Linked DNA regions of Mus musculus: all the other regions are linked to region 1. The links are chromatin contacts, called in public HiChIP or PLAC-seq, Micro-C and promoter capture Hi-C maps. All regions are on one chromosome and are shown on one strand. Each heading gives the region's core, a stretch centred on a gene start, on an enhancer-like site or on the middle of the called end of the contact. The rest is flanking DNA. Distances are from core to core; before and after follow the strand shown. Region 1 holds the start of Parp16 (poly (ADP-ribose) polymerase family, member 16). Region 2 holds the start of Mtfmt (mitochondrial methionyl-tRNA formyltransferase). Region 3 holds the start of Kbtbd13 (kelch repeat and BTB (POZ) domain containing 13). Region 4 overlaps Ubap1l (ubiquitin-associated protein 1-like).

Region 1 (2,551 bases), core at 21-2,520:
TCTTATCTAGGCAGAACAGCTGGTTCAGATCAACGCCCCTTTAGGGCCACACTAGAGCGTTTTGTGGAGGACTATGTAGCTATTCCATCACTCCTGGGATTAAGTCACTGACAAAAGGAAGCAGCCACCGAATGACCTGGCAGTGTGTCTGCACGAGGGTGTTTAGGAGTGTTCTTGCTGATGGGAACCTTCCCCAAGGCCAGGCTGGGTGGGAAGTCCAGGGAATTGGCGTGTTTTCTAACACGGGTGGAGCTGCTCCTGCCTGCCGTTCCACAGGGCCACTTGGCCCAGGATGCAGCGAGCAACGGTGGATCAGGACGGACTCACCAGGGCCTCGAAGTCCTTACAGTCGTGGCGGGCGTAGGAGGCGGGGAAGGGCCGCAGCACCGAGTCCCGCTTGTAGCTCTGCAGCGCCGAGGCGAAGAGGCTGCAGCGGAGGTCCGCAGCCAGCACGTCGCGGCTCGCTGCCTCCCTGGCTGCTGCCCTGTTGGAGAGCTGCATCCCGGGCTCGTAGCGCGTGGCCGGGAGGAGACAAGGAGGGGCAGCGCGGGGCCTGGGCCCGGGGGACCGTAGACCGTCTGCTGCCAGGTTTTCCAGCCCGGGGGGTGGAGCTAGGCAAAGGGGTGACAAATTGACATTGGTGAGAACGCGCCGGCGAGCGTCCTCTGCAGGACACTGGGCACGGTCGCTCAGTGCGGGGAAACACGGGATCTGGGAGAGTCGCCTCTCGGGTCCCGCCAGTCCCGGAGTCCCCGGTATGGAGTTGTCGCTATTGCACCCGGCGTGGGTAGTACCCCGGGGACCCGGCCGATCAGTCCTGGCCGCCCCACACTGCCAGCAGCCACCGCCTACCTCCCCGCCCGCCGCTCTCACGCCGCTCCGCCCACCCGGCCCAGGCCCGCCCCTTCCCGCGCCCTTGCTCAGCTCGCGCCCGCCCACAGGTCCCGGAGGATCCCAGCTGCCCCGGGTGCTGGGCAAAGGTGCCCAATGCGGCTGCTAGTCATCCTCGCCACCGCCCCAAGTGGAAACCGCCCCGGGACCCGCCCCGGGGAATTGTCTTTGTCCTGGCTCCACGGGTTGAGCCAGCCTCGCTCACCTTGGGAATTGCCACCTGTTGAATAAATCGGTTTCCTCTGGAGCTGACACGTTGCACACAAGAAGCCACTTGATACCCAGGGAAAACTGAAGGTCGGAGTGACACAATACTTTCTCAAGACACTGTAGCCGACCCAAAGACCTTCCTCTCTACCTTACAGCCTCCGCAATTCTCTGAATTGCTCAAATGTCTGACCTCAGATTTCCCAGGATCCTCCTCCTTCGAAGGCCTCTAACAGGAAGTCGGGAAAACAGGCACTGGGAGAACAATGACCTAACCCTGCCGAAGGGAAAAGACCGGACCCCAAGATGACTCAGCAACTGGTCGAGTAAAGGCACTTGCTGTCCGTCCTCACGACCTGAGTTCTATCCCAGGATCCCATATGTTAGGAGCTAAGTGACTCTAGCAATTTGTCCTATGACTTCCACACCTGCACCAAGGCTCAAGTGTGCCCACATGTGAACGTATACACAAAATAAATAAATGTAGGGCTGGTGAGATGGCTCAGCGGGTAAGAGCACTGACTGCTCTTCTGAATGTCCTGAGTTCAAATCCCAGCAACCACATGGTGGTTCACAACCACTGGTAATGAGATCTGACTCCCTCTTCTAATTCGTTTGAAGACAGCTACAGTGCACTTATGTATAATAAATAAATCTTTGGGCCGGAACAAGCAGGGACTGAGCGAGCAGGGTTGACCAGAGCAAGCAGTGGTCCTAAATAAAAATTCAATTCCCAACAGCCACATGAAGGCTCACAACCATCTGTACAGCTACAGTGTACTCACATACATAAAATAAATACATTAAAAAATTAAAATAAAGGCAGGAGGATTTCTGAGTTCGAGGCCAGCCTGGTCTACAAAGTGAGTTCCAGGACAGCCAGGACTATACAGAGAAACCCTGTCTTGAAAAACCAAAATAAATAAATAAAATAAAATAAAAAATGTAAGAACAGATTCCCTTTACCTCTTCTTCTTCAAGACCTCACTAGAAAAAAAGCACTTGGCCTTCTGGTCACATAGAAATCTAAGACCAGTGCTGAATTGTTAGACTAAAAGTCCCCTTTAAAGACCCCACACGTGCTGAGAGGTGGTGGCTCACGCCTTTAGTCCCAGCACACCAGAAGCAAAGGCAGGCATATCTCTGAGTTCAAGTCCAGCCTGGTCTACAGATCAAATCCCAGGACAGCAAGGGCTACACAGAGAAACCCTGTCTCAAAAAAAACAAAAACAAACCCCAAAACAAAACTTTACAAAAACAAAAACAAAAACAACCATTAATTAGATAAATAAACATACACACACACTGGCTCTGCTCTCTGAGAAATCACCCCCTTCTTGGGCATCCGAATGGGACCTGGCCCTGTGCTCCTCAGACTTCGGGAGGGAAGACAGGCAGAACTATATTCTCAGACCCTAGAGAGCTTCCCAGGCCAAACAATGATGCAAACCAC
Region 2 (2,551 bases), core at 30-2,529, 220 kb before region 1:
TAGTCCTTTGGGGGATAGCGAAGGCACTGTGACAACCTCCAGTTTCTCAATTAACTTTTCCTCTTTGCCGTCTCTGAATCAGAAAGATTGGGGGAAAAAAAATTTGACAGTGTCAGGGCAACAGCCCAAAGCTAAACTATTTCATGCACAGCAAAGCTATTTTTATGATTAAACCCATAGTACATTTAGAGCTAAAATAATTAAGATTTTTTGCAACCAACACACAGGGTTTAAATTTAATAATTTAAAAATTAAATTGTCTTTTATTATTATTATTGTGTGCATGGTGTGGGCATGTGCTATTATTACTGTGTGCGTGTGTGCAGGCGTATGCTACAGCATGTGTGTGGAAATGAGAGGAAAACTTTCAGAAGTCAGCTCTCTTCTTACAGCATCCACAGGGTGTAGCTCACAAGGGCCTGTCACTCCAGCTCCAGGGAATGGGACACTCACTTTAGGCCTCCACAGGCACCAACACGTACATGCTCATAGACACACACACATACAAATAAAATCTCAAAGTAAAAATCTTATTTAAAAAGAAAAGTGTTTGTAGGAAGGCAGGGATGGAGGCGAGATAAGTGCCTGGAAACCAGGGACCGATAAATAACCAAATATCCTTCCAGGGAAGTGGGGCGGTAGACACAGCAGCCTTTCAGGAAAGGGTGAATTACAAATAACTTTCTTCCTAGTAGACAAGGTTAGTTAAATCGCATAAATATTATATGTATATGAAACTGTTCTAACTTAGAAATGTATTCATTTGAAAACACAGGCGTGTAAAAGGGCAAGGAAACGGAGGCCACCAACACCAGGAAGGGACGAACTTTGGAGTCACAGCCCTTTTCAGCTAACCGGCTCCGCCCACGACCCTGGGTACTGGCCGGGCCTCTCCAGGTACCGGTTCCCAGGCTCGGGGAGATGGAGGGTCTGCTGGCAGATGCTGCAGGAGCCACAGGAGCTCTGCCGGCCGGGACCCAACAGGGCGCCTTCCCGGGACCTCGCTGCCCTGGGGTCGCCACCGCGGCTCGGCGTGGGACCCTGCCCCGGTACCTGGCGGCGTGCAGCGCCCGCAGCGTTTCCCGGGCAAAGTGGTCGGTGCCGAGGAACAGCACCCGCCAAGGCGGCTTCTCGCGGACTCGGGAACCTCGGCCGTCCTTCCCGTCGAACCCGGCAGGTGCTTGACAGGAACAGCGTGGCCTCCTTCCCATCAGCCACCGACCCCAGCAGCACCGCGGAAGGAGCATCACCTCGGCCCGCAGCGGCCCACCATGCGCATGCGTGCCCATGGTGGGGGGCGGAGCAAAGAGCTCAAAGGCCCAAGCACGCGCAGACGACAAGGCGGGGCCTGCCGCTTTGGAGGCGTGGCTCAACTGAAGAACCACTAAGGAAGAAATTTGAGGGGACTTTGATGTGTATTATTCAGCCAAGCTCTTCAAAGAACACTGCAGATATATACACACAAGCAAGACACTCATATGAATAAAACAAACCTTTAAAAGAAACTATTTTTTAAAACTTTACAAATTTTTTTTTAATTTATTTTTGTTTTACGTGCTTTGGTGCTTTGCCTGCATGCATGTCTGTGTAAGAGTGTGGAATCCCCTACAACTCGAGACAGTTCTGAGCTGCCACATGGGCCTGGGAATTGAACCTGGGTCCTATGGAAGGGAAGCCAGTGCTCTTAACTGCTGAGCCATCTCTGCAACGAGGGGTCCTGTCCCTCCAGCTCCAAAGCCATGATCCTAACCATTCGACCTGAACAGCAATCTTAACTACTAAGCAACTCAGGATTTCCACACCCAATGAAACTAAGGTTTGCTCACCTGTCTGAAGTCACTTCAGGAATCCAAGACTCTTAGATTCTCAGGCCTCCCATGTGGGATGCCATAGGGAGACTGTAGGGAAACGGAGGGGTGAGGGCTATCTGCTGAAGACCTCTGAAGACCATGGTGTGCAGATAGATATGTGTTTCCAAGGTACACTGGGGTCCTTAACATGGGTCATGCTTGTGACGCTGGCTCTGGCTATAGAGCAGCATCAGGTTCCTCTCTCATCTAATTCCTGTCACATGGCCTGAAAGCCAGAGGCCCTGGAGCAGTCTTTCATTTAGTTTTGAGGATCCCTGCTTCTGTGCCCTTGAGCGTTCCATCCACCTCACATTTCCTCTCTTCCTCACTAAATGGTATCCATTTTTCAGTGCTAAGACAACACCCTCCCTGAGGCCTTGAACTCCTACCTCACAGATTCAATAATTTTTTTCTCCATGTGTCCCCTCAAAACTGAGAGCGGCTTTGTTTGCCATAGTTGTGGAAAGTTGGCCAATGTGTGCCCAGAGAGCGGCAAATTCCTTGGGCTAAGTAGAAAAGAGAGGCAAAGATTATGATGCTGCTAGCCGGTGCATCTGACCATATGAGGGAAATGAGATGTGATGCCAAGCCGTATCCTCCTCTGATCAAGTCAGTCCCAGAATCCTAACTTAGGGGAAGTGGAACATGATTCTGACACTCAAGGTGCTGTCTTTTGAATACCGACTGAAGGTGTGACCTAC
Region 3 (2,551 bases), core at 23-2,522, 180 kb before region 1:
TCTAGAGAAGAAATCCAGCTCACAGTGTTGCTGTGAAGTAAGTGGAGATTGTCTATTCACCAAGGATATTGGGCAGAGGGCCAGAGTAACTACTCATGAATGTCGCAAGGGTTAGGAGTCAAAGTACGTATCACCCACAGTGGCAGCCACAGAGGGGTCAGGCAAGTGAAAACCAACACTAGCTTCCCATTTCCATTCCAAGAGAGGGGCAACTTCCACCTCTAGGGCTCACTGGATGCTCTGTTACATGAAAGGAAAGGGCTCAAAAAGAGGTTGAGATGGAACTGCGGAGACCACTCAACATTAAGAGCAAACCCTTGCTCTTCATCCAGAGGACAGGACTTTATTCCCATAATTTCTTTTCTTTTTTCTTTTCCATTCCCATAATTCCATTTCCAAGGGATCTGAAATCGTCTTCCAGTATTCAAGCCCAGGGCATGTCTGTGATGCATTTACATACATGCAGGCAAAATGGGAGTGGGGTATAGATTGGGCTATCCAGCAAGCATAAGCATAGACATATCTGAGATTCCTAGGCTGCCCATTTATTTTGGTCCTCTTTGGTCTCTCCCTTCAACCTGCCTTCCCCACTCCTTTGAGCTGATGAACGCTTGTCCTCATCGGAAAGACCTTAGCCAAGTCATATAAACTCTCCAGGCCTCATCCAGAACCCTTATGGCATTTGTCCTAATACTGTGTGTAGATGTTTCTATTTGCCCTATTTTAAAGGCGAGGAAACAGAGCCAAGGAGGTACATGTGTTGTATATACAGCTTAGTACAGTGTCAGTTAAATACGATATCTTTAAAAGCAGGCCTGGTAAGGCCCACAACACAGTGGGAATTCATTCTTTAAAAAAAAAAAAAAGTTATCTGTGTCTCTGTGGAGGTGGGATGAACGCCAGTGAATACAGCGGTCAGAGTCCTCTTTGTGAAGGGGGTTTCCTCCTTCCACCTTTATGTAGGTTCTAGGTTGAACCCAAGCCAACCAGGCTTCTAGACAAGAACCTGTTGAACATCTCTTCGGCCCTGTCACTAGTCTCTTAACGGAACTGAATGACCACACAGGTGTCCAGATGCCCTCTGGGCTCGGAGGCTATCCAAGCCTGCGGGCCACATCACATGAGCAGATCCTATCTTTAGCCAGGAAGGTATTTATAACCCCCAGGGAAGTTTTTTTTTCCCCTCCCCGCCCCGGGGTAGCCCCAGAGTCAGTGGCCCCTGGCAAATCTAGGCCCCCCAGCGGCAGCAGCCTCCACCCCTCTGGCTCATCATGCCCCCAGGCCCCGAGGTCCCAGTGCAGGTGTGGGTGGACGGTCAACTCTTCCAGGCGGAGCAGTCGCTGCTGGTGGAGCACTGCGGCTTCTTCCGCGGGCTTTTCCGCTCTGGCATGCGGGAGGCGCGCGCCGCGGAGGTGCGCCTGGGCGCGCTGAGCGCCTCCGGCTTCCGCACGGCGCTGCGGGTGCTGCGCGGAGAGCGGCCGGCGCTGGCGGCCGAGGACGAGTTGCTGCAGGCGGTGGAGTGCGCCGCGTTCCTGCAGGCGCCCGCGCTCGCGCGCTTCCTGGAGCACAGCGTCACGTCGGACAACTGCTCGCTTTTGTGCGACGCGGCCGCCGCCTTCGGCCTGCGCGACGTGCTCCACAGCGCTGCGCTCTTCATCCGCGACGGGTCGCACGAGCTGGTGGCACAACTGGAGCTGCCCGAGGCCCGAGCCTACGTGGCGGCGCTGCGACCCAGCACCTACGTGGCGGTGAGCACGCACACGCCCACACCGGGCTTCCTAGAGGATGCGTCGCGCACCATGTGCTTCCTGGACGAGGAAGAGGACGCATGGCGCACGCTGGCCGCGCTGCCCCTGGAGGCCAGCACACTGCTGGCGGGTGTGGCCACCCTGGGCAACAAGCTCTACATCGTGGGTGGCGTGTGTGGTGCCAGCAAGGAAGTAGTGGAGCTAGGCTTCTGTTACGACCCAGAGGGTGGCACCTGGTGCGAATTCCCCAGCCCTCACCAACCGCGCTATGATATGGCGCTGGCTGGCTTCGAAGGCCGCCTCTATGCCATTGGTGGCGAATTCCAGAGGACACCCATGAGCTCCGTGGAGTGCTATGATCCCGCCACAGGTTGCTGGAGCTTCGTGGCGGACTTGCCACAGCCGGCTACAGGGGTTCCCTGTGCCCAGGCACGTGGCCGCCTCTTCGTGTGCCTGTGGAGGCCGGCAGACATCACTGCCGTTGTCGAGTATGTGGTGCAAATGGACAAGTGGCTGCCAGTGGCTGAACTGTGTCGTTCACAGAGCTACGGTCACTTTATGGTGGCCCATCGCGATAGTCTCTATGTAGTACGAAATGGACCTTCCGATGATTTCCTGCACTGTGCCATCGATTGCCTCAACCTGGTCACAGGCCAGTGGACATCGCTACCTGGCCAATTTGTCAACAGCAAGGGAGCACTCTTCACGTCTGTAGTGCGTGGGGACACCGTTTATACTGTCAACCGTGTATCCACGTTGGTCTATGCCATTGAAGATGGCACCTGGCGGCTGCTCAGGGAAAA
Region 4 (2,551 bases), core at 21-2,520, 150 kb before region 1:
TAGTAGCTCTTCTTCTCCAGGAAGGAGGAGGGTGCAATAATGGCTGTCTCTTGTCCCAAGTCCAGGACAACATAACAAAGCTTCCCCTTTGGCAGTGGCGGAAGCTGTAGCCATGCTCAGTCAAGATCCTCATGGGGTAACCTTTCAGGTCTAAGACAGTCAGGTTCAGGATGGTGTGGGTGAGAGCACAACCCTTGTAGATGGGCACAGTGTGGGTGAGAGAGCAACCCTTGCAGAAGGGCATAGCATTGGTAAGAGCATAGCCCTCATAGATGGCACAGTGTGGGTGAGAGTGTAATCTTTGTTGATGGTAGCAGCGCAGGTGACTCTGTCTCCAGAGTTCATGGTCCCATCAAGCTTATGCAGGGATAGCACATCCCACGTGGCTATGTAATGGCTTGGGTGTCAAAGGTTTTGAACATGATCTAGGTAATCTTTTATGGTTGCTTTTAGGGTTCAGGGGGAGCCTCAGAGAGCACCATGGGATACTCCTTTGGGGCTACACACACCTCATTGTAGAAGGTGTGGTACTAGATCATCTCCATGTCGACCCAGGTGCCTTGTTCCATGGGATGGATACTTTAGAGTCAGGATGCTTTTCTTGCTCTGGACTTCAATACCCATAAAGGAATCCTTCGGCTCAAGTCCACCATCACACTCTGGTATCTCTGACAGCCCAGGATGGAGGTAAAGACTGCTGGGGCAGCTGGACAGTGGTGCTTTTAATCCAAGCACTCAGGAAGCAGAGGCAGGTGGATCTCTGTGAATTTGAGGCCAACCTGGTCTACAACTTGAGGCCCAGAACAGTTAGGGTGGTTACACAAAGAAACCCTGTTGCAAAAAAATAAAAAATACTGCTAGGAGCATGGGGCTGCTTCATAAAGAAGTTTATAAAAGACCAAGGATGCAGAGCCAGTCTGGGTGGCATAGGCCTGGGTGGCATAGGTCTGGGTGGCACAGGTCTATAATCTCAGCACTCAGAAGTCCGAGGCAGGAGGATCACAAGTTCAATGCCTACCTGGGTTATAGAATGAGGTTAAATCAGGCCTGGCAATTTAGTAAGACTCTGTCTTAACATAAAGGTAAGAGGAGGGCTGGGGCTACAGAGCTCAGTGGTGGAGTGCTTGCTTAGCAGACAGGAAGCCCTTGGCTAATCCCCAGTATCACGTGTATATAAATACAAAGAAATAGGCTAGCCATGAAGACAATACTGATAAACTGGATTAAAGTTAGAAGTCCTAGTCATCAGAGTTTAGAGACAACCAGAACGGGTGACTCATATTTATGCACTGTCGGTAAGGAAGTAGTCAGTACTAGTCCACAGTGCCTACCGAGGCAGAAATCCTAGAATTAAAAACTCATCTTCATATCACTTGTCATTTGGATAGCACTGTAGTGTTATCTGCCCTTGATTTAGCAATACAAGAAGTTCACTACTTTGGAAAAAGCAAACCAAAATAACAGCAAACAAACAACAGCAACAATACAAAGGAAAAAAAAAACCTTTCACACGGAATTCAAGCTCAAAACTACCTATAATACAAAGTGAACTCCTGAACGTACATAGCCTGGCAGTTTGCAAATGAGAGGAGCATGGACCAGGGTATGGCTCTGGCTCCACACAATCTGTCATCACAGACAGGACGAAACAAAACCCTGCTGCTTGGGGTCACTGGTCGGTCATCCTGTCCCTAGGACAACCTCATGGAGAGCTAAGGTGGGTAATCTGGGAACAGACAGGTCACGTGACGGCCGGTGCCCAAAGCCCTTAATTCCCTCATCGCCTCCCCCACCTGTCTGTTCTCATCATCGTTTTCCTGCCTGAATTCGCATCCCTGCACATCAGTGGATGGCTCTCTATGCCCTTCTATGGGCAACAGCAAGCAAATCTTGGGGTAGCCACCAAAATCTGCTTTATCAGCTCAGTTTTACGGGGTCCCAGTGAGGTTGAAGGATATTACAGGAGGCTCGGCAAAGTTCAGCAGGTTTTCCTACCCTCAGATTTATCTTTCAGTCTCAGCTATCACTGAATTTTGAATTACAGAGAAGAAAGGGCCCAGGTTCTATTGAGACCCAAGTGTAAAATCTTGTCCACTTGAGGTATAGATGTAACAACCCCTTTCCTCATCTCCACTTGACATTTGCATCCCTGTTTTCTGCACAGTCCTGAATGGGCTTCTTTCTAGTTTGAATATTCTGAGATCTCTTTCTGAAGAACACCAAGGGCAAGCACGGGATTCAGAGCTAGTTAGAACATTTAGAAATGTACCAAGGAGCGCTTCTGGAAGGGGCAGCCTAGTCCTTGTGGGGCTTGGGAAAGCTTTAGGAAACAGAACAGGTTTGACTTGGGTATCAAAGGGTAGGAGAATGAATTGTGAGCAGAAAAAGAATCAAAGAGCAGGCATCCAGAGAAGGAACAGCTTGAGGCAGGAAGCAGATCAGGACCCTGCAGGATGGGGTGGTGGGTCACAGATATGTAAATGTTATGTGCAGTCTGCCTCAAGACTTCAGGGTAGATTGGGATCCTCCTGGGGAGGACTCTTGAATTTTG

What was found. Promoter capture Hi-C pulls out the DNA fragments that hold promoters and counts their contacts. A called contact is a pair of places that touch in the nucleus more often than the background predicts. HiChIP or PLAC-seq counts read pairs in DNA pulled down with a chosen protein or histone mark.
Region 2: a promoter capture Hi-C map of erythroid cells shows a contact between it and region 1, with 8 times the contacts expected there. The contact joins the promoter of Mtfmt here to the promoter of Parp16 in region 1. A contact is called at or near these places in 19 of 39 promoter capture datasets (the 3T3-L1 cell line, 3T3-L1-derived adipocytes, the C10 cell line and 13 more), 3 of 15 datasets of contacts at CTCF or cohesin (embryonic stem cells, large pre-B cells and pro-B cells), 49 of 484 Hi-C or Micro-C datasets (B cells, the Ba/F3 cell line, the C2C12 cell line and 30 more), 16 of 115 datasets of contacts at active chromatin or transcription factors (the SCID.adh cell line, acute myeloid leukemia, bone marrow-derived macrophages and 5 more) and 4 of 9 other capture datasets (adipose tissue, embryonic stem cells, liver and 1 more).
Region 3: a contact with region 1 is called in a Micro-C map of embryonic stem cells, with 2.7 times the contacts expected there. The contact joins the promoter of Kbtbd13 here to the promoter of Parp16 in region 1. A contact is called at or near these places in 5 of 39 promoter capture datasets (the 3T3-L1 cell line, hematopoietic stem and progenitor cells, hippocampal neurons and 2 more), 2 of 484 Hi-C or Micro-C datasets (embryonic stem cells and nephron progenitors), 4 of 115 datasets of contacts at active chromatin or transcription factors (effector CD8 T cells, epiblast stem cells, memory CD8 T cells and 1 more) and 3 of 9 other capture datasets (adipose tissue, embryonic stem cells and liver).
Region 4: a contact with region 1 is called in an H3K4me3 HiChIP or PLAC-seq map of bone marrow-derived macrophages, with 2.2 times the contacts expected there. The contact joins the enhancer-like site here to the promoter of Parp16 in region 1. A contact is called at or near these places in 11 of 39 promoter capture datasets (the 3T3-L1 cell line, 3T3-L1-derived adipocytes, the C10 cell line and 7 more), 6 of 484 Hi-C or Micro-C datasets (the C3H10T1/2 cell line, CD8 T cells, the HPC-7 cell line and 3 more), 4 of 115 datasets of contacts at active chromatin or transcription factors (the SCID.adh cell line, bone marrow-derived macrophages and embryonic stem cells) and 3 of 9 other capture datasets (embryonic stem cells, liver and pancreatic islet).

The regions. Positions count from the first base shown.
Region 1 is chr9:65,213,409-65,215,959 of GRCm38.p6, reverse strand. It overlaps Parp16 (poly (ADP-ribose) polymerase family, member 16), which reads right to left and starts at 1,270. Exons shown (of 7, transcript NM_177460.4): 1 at 1,097-1,270; 2 at 328-611. The coding sequence starts at 501.
Region 2 is chr9:65,434,510-65,437,060 of GRCm38.p6, reverse strand. It overlaps Mtfmt (mitochondrial methionyl-tRNA formyltransferase), which reads right to left and starts at 1,279. Exons shown (of 9, transcript NM_027134.3): 1 at 1,054-1,279; 2 at 1-73. The coding sequence starts at 1,247.
Region 3 is chr9:65,390,373-65,392,923 of GRCm38.p6, reverse strand. Kbtbd13 (kelch repeat and BTB (POZ) domain containing 13) reads left to right here and starts at 1,272. Exons shown (of 1, transcript NM_028974.1): 1 at 1,272-2,551. The coding sequence starts at 1,272.
Region 4 is chr9:65,363,045-65,365,595 of GRCm38.p6, reverse strand. The region is part of intron 1 of Ubap1l (ubiquitin-associated protein 1-like); the gene reads right to left. It also overlaps the pseudogene Gm17875. Among named protein-coding and RNA genes, the nearest start is that of Ubap1l, 3.3 kb to the right of the region's middle. Within about 2 kb of position 1,270, at least 6 of the 459 cell types and tissues checked have an H3K27ac peak or open chromatin away from gene starts, as enhancers often do. A contact at or near this core is called in bone marrow-derived macrophages and rod photoreceptor, where this site is marked.